Regions from separate parts of the Sus scrofa genome. Here region 2 is linked to region 1. The links are chromatin contacts, called in public Hi-C maps. All regions are on one chromosome and are shown on one strand. Each heading gives the region's core, a stretch centred on a gene start, on an enhancer-like site or on the middle of the called end of the contact. The rest is flanking DNA. Distances are from core to core; before and after follow the strand shown. Region 1 holds the start of SRL (sarcalumenin). Region 2 holds the start of ADCY9 (adenylate cyclase type 9).

Region 1 (5,550 bases), core at 352-2,851:
TCGCTCTGGGTTTGTCATATATGGCCAAAATTACCCGCAGAGCAACATCCAGACTGATGTTTGAGCAGACGGCTGGGCACCATGATCTCATCAAGGTGACACAGTTAACCTCCACGTCCTCTCTCGTGTGAGGCTCACCTCCAGTGTGGCTGGTGTGCCCTGGCTCACGTACCAGGTCCGGTGTCACGTGCTTTCCTTGGCTTGTTTGATGTCGTCCTCCTAACACTTGTATGTCGTAGGTCCTGTTTTCAACTTGAGTTTAGAGAGATGAGCTCTTCGTTCGAGAGAGGTTAAGTAGCTAGCCTAAGGTTGTTCAGGGAACAACTGGTTTGAAGCCACATAAAAAAAAAACAAAACCCACATGGTATGATTCCATTTTTATCGAAATCTAGGAAATGCCGACTAATGTGTAGTGACAGCAGCTGTTTGGTTGCCACGGCAGGTGTAGGTGTAGGTGGGAAGGGATGAGGGGAATGCTGGGGAGTGAGGCATCTGTCTTGATTGTGGTTGTGTAGATCTGCACGTCAACATGTATCGAGGCGGTCACTTTTTTTTTTTTTTTTTTTTTTGTCTTTTTGCCATTTCTTGGGCTGCTCCCTCGGCATATGGAGGTTCCCAGGCTAGGGGTCGAATCGGAGCTGTAGCCCCCAGCCTACACCAGAGCCACAGCAACGTGGGATCTGAGCCATGTCTGCAACCTACACCACAGCTCACGGCAATGCCGGATTGTTAACCCACTGAGCAAGGGCAGGGACTGAACCCACAAACCTCATTGTTCCTAGTCTGATTCGTTAACCACTGCGCCACGACGGGAACTCCACCTTTTTTTTTTTTTTTTTTTTTTGGCCACTTCTGTGAAAGTCCCAGGCCAGGGATCCAACCTGCGCCACAGCAGGGACCTGAGCCGCAGCAGTGAGGACCCTGGATCCTTAACCCGCTCATGGAGTTTTACACTTTGAATGGGCTGTTTGCTGGAGTCATTAAACTGTTTTCAAGGTAAAGCACACGGAAGACGCCTCTCTGCCTTTCGCCCTGCCCTCCGAGGCCGACTACCACCCTCCAGGGACACCCTCTCCAGCCAGATCAGCCAGAGCTCGCTCGGCCGCCCCGCCTGGAGAGCTGGCTTTCGGGGGTGTCACGTGCCCTCCAGAAAAATTGCATCAAAGAGCCCCTTGCACAGGCACCTCGGGAAGGAGCTCGTCCTGCGCTCGCTGGCTTAACTCGCCCCGTCGCATGTCCCTCCTCGCATGTCCCTCCTCGCTCTCATTTCCCCTCTCCGAGGCCCGGGAAGGTGATGCTCCTTGCCATTGACCTCAGAGGTCATGCGGGGCGGGCTCTACCCTCCTGACCTCCTGACCCTTGGGGAGGGGCTACCACGGTGCCGGTGGCTGGCAGGTGGGCCCTTGGTTCACAGAACTGAGGCGTGTGAAGGTTGCCGATGGCCCAGTCTTCGGATCAAGTTACTGCAGATCCTGGGAAGATTCAGTTCCTGACTCTGAGACCTGGGCCAAAGGACGCCCCGCTTCTTCTCCGCTGCTCCGCGCCCTGTGACCCCTGTCACATGACCCCGGGGCTGCTGGGGGAGAGAATCCTGCCGGGGGGGCCCTGCCTTCGGGGGTGGCAGCTGGCGCCGCCCTGGCAGGGCGAGCCTGCCGGGGTCTGCGCTGCTTCGCCATCCCACGTCCGCCCAGTTGCCCTAGTGACTGTGTGACCCTTCTCCACACCACCCCCACCCCCGCGCTGCCACCCGCCCTATAAATAGAGGCGAGGAGCAGCTGGGCTCTCTTGGCAGTCACCATGAGGGCGCTGGTCCTGCTCTGCTGCTTCATGGCCTCGCTCCTGCTCCCAGGACAAGCAGGTACGACTCTCACCCCGTCAGCCGGGCCAGACGGCGACCCCCGCGTGCCCTGAGGTTTTACGTTTACCGTGGGGCGGGGGGCAGGGGGTTGGGCGTGAGCTGGAGGGTGACCCTCCGTGACTCCTGGGGCAGACAGCAGACCTTGCTCCCAGCTGGTCTCACCCAGGAAGCCCTGGGTGCAGAGGGGCCTGAGAGCCGTCAGGGGCTCGTGGGGAGGCCAGACGGGTTGAAGCCAGTGAGCCAAGAGGTGCAGCCAGGGGTCGGGGAGAAGGGCTGGCTACTGGATGTTGTGGAAGAGGACCCTGAAAGTCAAGACCGGAGCCTCCTGGCTGGACAGATGACCCCGATCTCGGAGGTGGAGTGGCCCCTGGAGGCTGTTGAGGTGACCCTCCCACCTGGTGGAGAGCGGGCTGGGGCCTGGCTTTGCATGAGTGGGGAGGGGGCCATGGCTCAGGAGCACTAGGACAGCATGGGGGTCAGTTTGGGACAAGGTGGGAAAGAAGCGCTGGGGATCGGGCTGGAGCCCGACTTGGACTCCCTGCCGGGGAGGGCTGGGTGCCAGTCCTGCAGGGCAGCTGTGCTAGGCTGGGGGCTTCGCTGGAAAGGGCCGGGGTCTGCAGGCTGAGGCTTTTCCTTGACGTCTCAGCACTTTGTGCAGCGGAGGTGGCTCTGGTTACAGCGTGGGGGTTATTTATAGGTGTGGAGGGGGTACCGGAGCGCTTTGCCACCTCTGTTTCTGAGACTTCTGGGGCTGAGTTCCCCTTAGGGGTGCTTCAGGGGTGCTCTGGGGATCCCCGGAAACCTGGGACCCCCACTTTGCCTTTCCATGACTGCAGGCTTCATTTGCACGGGGGATCATGGGGCTTTTGAGGTTCTGTTTCTTGAGGTCCCAGACTCAGCCAGGAGGTCTGGCAGGAGCAGAAGCCGTGCCCTCAGGGGTCAGATACCCAGGCAGGGGGCTCCGGCCTCGCATGTGCCGCTGGGCCCTGCCCTTGTCTGCCCTTGAGTTAATTTGGGCTCCGTGGGGCTGCAGCAGCCGGGGCTGCGAGGATTCCAAGCGGCTGTCAGGTGGCTAAGTATGGAAACAGCCACGTAATTGGATCCTGAGCCCAGGGGCCACTGCCACCCTCTCCCCCTGGCCACCCCTCCCCTGCTCCGCCCAGCCCCAGCTGCCACCTCCTTGGCTTCCAGGCAGCTCCAGGAACTTTTAGCCTTTTAGGGGCATCCTTTATCTTTCCTCCCAGCAAGGGAACTGGACTTCTGGAAGGTTCTACAGGCCTCCCTGGGGGATCTTGCTGTTGGGAAAGGAGGCAGGCGGGTGCTTGGTGCAAAGCTCCTCTCTCTGCAGGCGCTTTCCCTCCTGGACCCTGTGTGCCCCTGGCCTGGCTTCCGGGGACGGGCTGTCCACTGGTGTGCAAGGCTCCTGCCCTTCTCGCCCCTGCTCACGCAGGTGGCTTCTTCCCTGGGGGTGGGTCGGGGGTAGGTCGTATAGCCCCTCCAGTGCAGACAGCCTCCTCCTGCGCCTCCCAGGGTTCCAGCCGTAATTGCGACTTGCCTCCACCCCCATAATCACAGTCCTTCCTATTGGTTGGTTTTCCCCTAGAATGTGCCACCAGTGATGCCACTGTGTCTCCAGGCAGCAGCTTTGGTCCTGGACTTCCCACCCCACTGCTTCTCGTTTCTACTTCCATCCCCGCCCCCAAGCAGCAGACAGCCTTCTCTCTCCAGTCCGCTTCCTGCTTCCCGGGCCACGGCCCTCTGGACGGGGGTGGGAGTGGGGGTGTGATGCGTTCCACAGCCCCCCCATCCACCCCAGTCCTTTGTAACCACTGGGGTCCTTCGCTTCATCTCGGGGACCTGGCCTGGGGACAGGACGGGGGAAAACAGCCCTGGTTTACTCAGTCTCCTCCTTGTCCAGGTGAGGGGTCCAAAGCCCAGAGGAAAGAGAGCCACGTTCAAGGTCACTCGCCCACCTGGGGCTTCCTGTCCTCCCCTCCCCTCTCTCTGCTGGCCTCCCTGAAGGCCAGCCCCTCAGCCTGGGGGGCTCGTCTCGCTTCCCTGGGGATTCAGGGCGGGACTTACACCTCTGATCCTTGGACATCTCGTCTCAGAGAGCATGTGGGTTGGGACGGGGCTGCTGAGGGAACTTTCCTTTGAGCGTAAGCTGCTGGTGTGTGTTAGGCTGAATCCAGGACATCTTTGCTTCCTGTTGCTGCTCAAGGCAGAGAGGGGGTGGGGAGGGGAGTGGGGGGATGACAGGACTTCTCAGTCTGTTCATCCGCTTCCTCCATTCTAGCCCTGGGCTGCAGACTTGCCTGCTCTGGCCCCACCTGCCATCCCAATGCCCAGAGGCTGGTGTACCCTGGGGCCCATTTGCCCCTTCGTGCGAGAGGAGAATCTCTCAGGACCCTCTAAATGACCCCTCCTCCCTCTCCCCCCAGGTGGTTATTTCCACAAGAAGGCAGGAGTTCCTGTCATGGTGCAGTATAAACGAATTGGACTAGTGACCATGAGGTTGTAGGTTCGATCCCTGGCCTTGTTCAGTGGGTTAAGGATCTGCTGTTGCCGTGAGCTGTGGTGTAGGTCACAGACATGCCTCGGATCCTGGGTTGCTGTGGCCGTGGTGTAGGCCAGAGGCTGTAGCTCTGATTCAACCCCTAGCCTGGGAACATCCCTATGCTGTAGGTGCGGCCCTAAAACGCAAAAAAAAAAAAAAAAAAAAAAAAAACCAAAAACCCCAAACCCAACCAATCAACCAACCAAAAAATCAAAACACCCAGCAGGAGGTGGCTTCTGCATTTCCTCCTGCCGTGGCCATTGTGGGGCGGGCTCAGAGAAGGTCATGAGCTCAAGGGTCCTGGGGAGAGCAGACCCCGGAAGCCTTCCCAGCCCCCTGCAAGCTGTGACTCCTGGCTCACTGCCAGTGGACAAGCCGTAGGGGGCATGTAGGCTGCCCTACCACCTCGAGGGCGTGAGGTGCTGATCGGGATTTGCTCGATGGATGCAGCCCGGTGGCCTGTGGAACCACGGTTTGGGAAATGCTGCCCTCGCCTCCTGCCTGGGTGTGACAGTGAGGCGCAAACAGCAGTGCCAGGGCTAGAGCTGGAATTCAGTCCTCCTTATCCCACCCCCAGGAGCAGGTGCAGACGAGGCCGGGGGCGTCCAGCTGGCCCGTTGGTGCTCACTTCGGTGTGGTGGGCGGGGTAGGAGCCGGACCGCGGGGACCGGGAGGAAGAGGGCTGTTCCTCCCTGACCTGGTCGAGGGGCCGGGGCCAGGGCGTGGGGATGGTATCTCGTGCCTCCGGACCTGGAAGGAAGGTGGACGCTGGAGGAGGGGAATGGGTGCTGCTGGCCCCTGCGGGACGCCGGGGTGCTAAACCCCACTCCAAATCCACCTAAATCCAGACCCGCAGCCCCTTCTGTTTAAATCCTGCTGGGCGGTCCCTCAGACAGCTGCCGTCATTCATCAATCCATCCCGATCTCCGGCGTCCCTACTGCTTTGTAGGTGCGGTGCCGAGGGAACTCAGAAAGGTGTTTTCTCTTTGCACGCTTTCGGTCCAGGGGGACCTGGGACAGCATCCACCCTGGGCCGGACACATGCACACAAGACGCACACCTGTCCGGAGGGAGGGACGGGTCAAGTGCGTGCGCCAGAGGGGAGTGAGGACGTTGTGTTTAACTCAGGGGGTCA
Region 2 (5,475 bases), core at 2,279-4,778, 44 kb after region 1:
TCTTTGCCTCCCTCTCCCCTGCCCTCCTCCCGATGAGGGACCCACAGTCTGCGGACTGATGAGCTGAGCAAGCCGCCCTCACCTGACTGCACCCCCCTCCCCCAAGGTCAGTGCCCCCGGCCCCATAACTGGGATAATATGGCGCTTTTCCCTGGAAAATGGAAGGGAGGTGAGGTCTGTTCTGAAGAGGAATCTAACACCCCAGACCCCGCTGGCGTGTTCAAAATCGTGCTGTTTCACAAGCCTCCTCTTCCCCCCTTTTGATTAAGTCTGTCCTCAGGACGAGGGAACCGAAGGGCGAGATGCAGGGTGCCAAATCAGAGACCGTGCGAAACAGCCGGCTGAGATGAGGGGGTCGTGAAAGGAGGGGGCGTCTGTACAGCTATGTGTATGTGTCCCCTAAATACTTGGGGGTCCCATGGGGCTGTGTGTATAAGGGGCGTGTAGAAGGGTCTCTGTGGGGTGCGTGGCGGGCAGCAGATGCAGAGGTGAGTGGGTCTGGGGGGAGCCGAGATGCTGTGCCTCCTGTGTTGTGTGGAGAAGGTCCGGGGGGAGTGGGTGTGTCTGGCGTCTGTGTGGGGGCGTGGCTTTGAGTAATTCTATGAACACTGGGTGGATTGCAGATCATGGGAGCTCGTGTGCAGGCAGGTGTGCGTGTGCCATGCCCTCGGGGTGGAGTCCCAGGAAGGTGCAGCCCTGGGACATCTCAGGGGTCCCCGGGCTTTGCACTTGTACCCTGATGTCTGAGCCTTCGGACAACCCTTGAAGCCAATTCCTCTTTCCAGGACTTTAGGCTCAAGGTTTTCATAATCCAGGGAACTGTGAATTTTTCCTTAGACCATAAATGCAATAAAAAAGCATAAGAAAAGCAGAAAAATTAGAGGAGCGCAGTGCACGGAGGTGTATTCTACAGGTTCTGAGGCGTCCCCTGCGCCATCCTCTTAAAGTGAGGATAAAAAAACGTGCACACAGGGATGAGCTGGTTTTGTGTCTGCTTGCACTTGGGAACATGCTCTGTTTCCCCTCGTGTCAGTGGGGAAGGGAAGCAACTTGCAGAGCACTCCTTTGTGCCAGACACTGGGCTACAGACCTCAGCAGGCTTCGGCCTTGTTATAATGTGGTAATTGGAGAGCTGCGTGCCAGGCCACGTGTTGCATGCGCTCTCTCTCCTTTAATTCCCGAAACAAGCCCACAGGGAAGGAGCCGCCGGCACAGACAAGAACGCAGGCTCTGGAGTCGGATTGCTTGGGATTCGTCCTGGGCCCCACCACTTACTAGCTGGGCAGTCCTAGGCCAGTGACTTAACTTCTCTGTGTTTCAGTGTCCTCAGTCATAAAATGGAGATACTCTCCTGGGGTGGCGGTGACTTAATAATGCCACATGCTTGCAATAGTACAGAGCCCACAGAAAACATTCAGTAAATGTTATTACTGTTATTCATCAGGCTTTACTGATGAGGAGACTGATGATCAGAGTGGCTGAGATGATGGCACATGTATTTGGGAGGGCCAGAATTCTACCCGAAGCCTGACTCATCCTTCAGGTCATGCTAGGTTACTTGCCCAGGGTCACATCTGGGGACCCTGTTCTTTCTGATCCCAAGGCCTCTCCCCTCCTCTTCACAAACTGGCAAAAATTCATTTCCTACATATCCTGCTCTTCTTTCTGTGATAATCTGTCCCATGACTTAGTTTGGAACCTAGGCCAAATTACGGTAGTACATTTTTCTGACACACTAAAAAGAGGGATTTTGGAGTTTGGTGGCATGGCGGGTTAAGGATTTGGGGTTGTCACATTAGTGGCTTGGGTTTGACCTCTGACTCGGGAACTTTTCCATGCTTTGGGTGCAGCCAAACTCATAAAATAAAATAAAATGTGATTTTGCATTTGTGAAGAGTGCAAAAATATTTTTTTTGGTTATGTTTCCATTTTCTCCAAACTTCTGGATTTCTTTCCCACAACTTCAAAAGCCTTGGAATTTCGATGTGTTTATTTAGGCACAGTCTCTGTCCTAGGGGAGCTAACAATCCCGTTGGGGATGGAGTGCATGGAGACCCAGGGACAAGGGAAGTCCTCCCAGATGAAGCAAGCACACTTTCTGAATCATGTGTGAGGATACACCGCCCAGCAGAGGATTTTTTTCTCATTGGCAAATGTAATTATTTGAAAAGCCTGACCAATGCATATATATATATATATATATTTATTTAAGCATTTAAATATGTTTCCCTTGGTGAAAATCCACTTATGTAATATCAGGACTCTCTGGCAAATACTGAGAGAGCCGGGTTACGGCACTTGGGAAGGGAGAGGGATTCTTGCTACACTTTGAGGGATGAGTGGGTTTGGAAGGTCAGAGGCCAGTTCGGGTTGGGGTGGTGCCCACGCAGGGTGGGGGTGGGGGGATGGATCAGAGAAAGGAAGGCATCTCTGTAGCCGGCGAGGAATCAAGGTGAGAAGAGGTGAGTTAGCGGAAACCTGCCTGGTAGTGGAAACCCAAGGAACTTGGGTTTGAGGCCACTCCAAAATTCTGAACAGAGAGAGCAGTGAAGCAGCAGAGAAGTTCCTGCCGCAGCAGAACTGTTGGAGAGGTGAGAGCAGTGCCTCCGATGGTGCCCCCAGGACCAGCGGTTGCCGGCCTGCTGGGTGGGGGGTACTGATCTCCGTCCTCCCTGTTTGCTGGAGCTCAGTAGGGAGGCGGCGGAAAGAGGCCCCACCCCTTCAGTCTGGCCCTACTTAGGAGCCCCTGTTGGGCCCTGGACCCCTACCAGCCCTGGGCAGACCCAAATCCATGTCCCTTCTCTAGATCCCCGTGATATGTCGATTACTCCAGCCCTGGTGACCAGGGCCAGCGGACAAGAGGCCACGCAAGTCTGTGTGGCCGGGGCTGGACAAGGACACAGGCTGCTCCTAGCCCGCGGCCGCGGTTCTCAGATCACCCAGCGAGACGGGCTCCCGGTTGGGGGCAGGGGCAGCTTCCTGCGCGGAGACCCATCTCTAAGTGTGGGGACCTCCCGGGCTGCGGCCAGAGGCCTCACCGTGGCCAGGTCCGGTCTCGGGTCAGCGTCGCGGCTGGGGGGGCCTCAGCCTTCGCCGGGGCACCGCGCCACCAGCAGCGGAAAACGAGGCCCCGAGCAGGGCAGTCCTGGACCCGGGATCGGGAAGGCGAGCGCCTGGCAGAACCTGGCCTCGACCCTCAAGCCCGCCTTCTGGACGCACAAACAGATGTTCTGAGGGGCTCGTCACCGCGACCCCGAGGCCTCCCGGCGCACGGCCGCGGAGCCCAGACCCCGCCGAGCCTCGCCTGCGGGAGCCTGCGCCGCCGCCGCCGCCGCCGCCGCCGCCGCCGCCGCCGCCGCCGCCGCCGCCGCCGCCGCCGCCGCCGCCGCCGCCGCCGCCGCCGCCGCCGCCGCCGCCGCCGCCGCCGCCGCCCGCTCCCGAGAACGCGCCCGGGGTCGCGCATGCGCAGGCGCGCGCCTGCGCTTCCTGGGCACGCGGGCTCGGCGGGGCCGCGGCTTCGGTGACTCAGCGCCGGGGGCGGGCGGGCCGCTGGGTTCCCACCCGCGGGGGCCACGGCCTCCGCCCCCAGGCCGGGCCGCGGGGCAGGCTCGCCGCCCCAGCCCGCTCGGCCCGCCCTCCGCCCGCTGGAAGCCTGCAGGGTCTCCATGGTTTTCCTTTGGGGCCCAGAAAGGCCTTGAACTTGGTCAGAGCTGTGGGGTGAAGCCACAGATTTCTGGAGGCATTTGGGGGACGTGAAGAACGTCCACGACAGATGGGTGCTGGCAGCTACAGTGTTGTGGTTTTCACCTGCGGTCAGCCCTCAGGTAAAACAGGAACTGATAATTTTAGGGGGTTATCGCACCTCCCTTCCCTCGCCAGAAATTCGGAGAAGCTGGAAAAGCTGGAACCCTGCCCTCTCCTCCTGGTCCTTTAGGACAGAAATCCAGCCTCATCTTGCTCACTCACTCCTACTTCTGGGTGACCGCAGGCGGAAAAGCACTTAGGGCAGATGAAACTTCAGATACGGGGACCAGGGAAGGTGATATTATTAGAATATCTTTTTTTGTGGCTCCTGGGTTTCCCAGAATCACTAATCTCTGGAGCCAACAAGGACTTCAGAGATTCTGTAATATCACATCAAGTAGTTGTTAGCTTCTCTTTGAAACCTGTCCAGTGACAGGGTCTTGGGACAGGATGCTGGTTTAGTTTCCTCCCTCTGCTCTATTTGAAACCTGTCCAGTGGGGGTCTTGGGACAGGATGCTGGTTTAGTTTCCTCCCTCTGCTCTGGACCCCTGCTGTGAGACACCGCTTCTTTCTTGCAGCTCTGTGGGCATCAGGTGTGTCCCTCATTTCCCGCTTAGACCCCTGGGCACACGAGAACCTGGGAAGGACCCTCTGTGGCTCAACAAGGATGGCCAGCTGGTTACTGAAAGTAAAGGGGGAGTTCCTGCTGTGGTGCTGTGGGTTAAGGATCTGGCGGTGTCTCTGGTGGCTTGGGTCAGTGTGGAGGCGAGGTTCGATCCCCAGGTGCAGTGGATTAAAGGATACCCGCTTGCCTCAGCTGAGGCTCACATTCAATCCCTGGCTGAGGAACTTTCATGTGCTGGGGATGCGGTCATTAATTAAAAAAAAAAGAGGGGGATTTCTTTTAATTTCCTAGATTTTCTTGGCTGTTGCTTTGGGGTGGAGAGCATGCGGGCCTCTGATACCCTGGTGGCTTGAGAGGAAAGGGAAATCCTTGGAAAGGAGTTGTGTGATGGCCTCGGTGTGGATTTAGCTGCCTCTCCCACCCTCTGCCTGAGGAAGCTCTGCTCCTTTATGACGCATCCTTTTCCTGGGCTTAACATCACAGAACACCCAGGAGCATCTGGGAACTGCAGCCCAAGACAGCCACGTGGTCTCTTTACCCACAAGGAAGCTGAGACCCAGGAAAGGAGAGGTTGGCTCAGGGCCACAGAGCCGGCGAGGAGGAGAAATGGGACTCAAATCCAGGTCCCCCGATCCCCAGACCTGTTCCCGGGCTCCTCTGGCAGGTGTGCCAGGGGCCAGCAGAAAACAGACAGCACATTTCAGTGGGCTAATTTGAGGGACGGGGTAGGGAGAGTGGATTATTCTGGGGCTCATCAGGGTGGGATCTTACCACCTCTGCGCCTGGAGGCTGTGTGGAAGCTCATCGTCCCAGAGCTGGGACTCTGGGTCGGGGGTTCAGGAAGGGAGTTGGCGGGAATAAAAGCCTTGTCTTCAATTTCTCCCTCCTGCTGATCTAGCTCCCTGTGGACCAAACCCAGTGGGAAGTCGGGGGGAAGGGAGTGTGGCTTAGTCCTTACAGGACCGTTCTAGGGCGCTGCTCACGGTGGAAAAGGATGCAGAATGGACCTGGGGGGAGGGGCACGTGAAAGACCACCAGCGCAACATCCGCGCTTGCTTCTCCCACTTGTCCTATGCCAGGTAGGTCCGTTATCTCACCGCATCGT

Evidence for each region. Hi-C and Micro-C count contacts between places; a contact is called where the count stands out from the background.
Region 2: a contact with region 1 is called in a Hi-C map of skeletal muscle, with 4 times the contacts expected there. The contact joins the promoter of ADCY9 here to the promoter of SRL in region 1. A contact is called at or near these places in 15 of 47 Hi-C or Micro-C datasets (alveolar macrophages, embryonic fibroblasts, epiblast stem cells and 8 more) and 1 of 2 datasets of contacts at active chromatin or transcription factors (skeletal muscle).

Annotation. Positions count from the first base shown.
Region 1 is chr3:38,071,778-38,077,327 of Sscrofa11.1, forward strand. SRL (sarcalumenin) reads left to right here and starts at 1,602. Exons shown (of 6, transcript XM_021086705.1): 1 at 1,602-1,858. The coding sequence starts at 1,798.
Region 2 is chr3:38,113,683-38,119,157 of Sscrofa11.1, forward strand. It overlaps ADCY9 (adenylate cyclase type 9), which reads left to right and starts at 3,529. Exons shown (of 13, transcript XM_021086711.1): 1 at 3,529-3,824.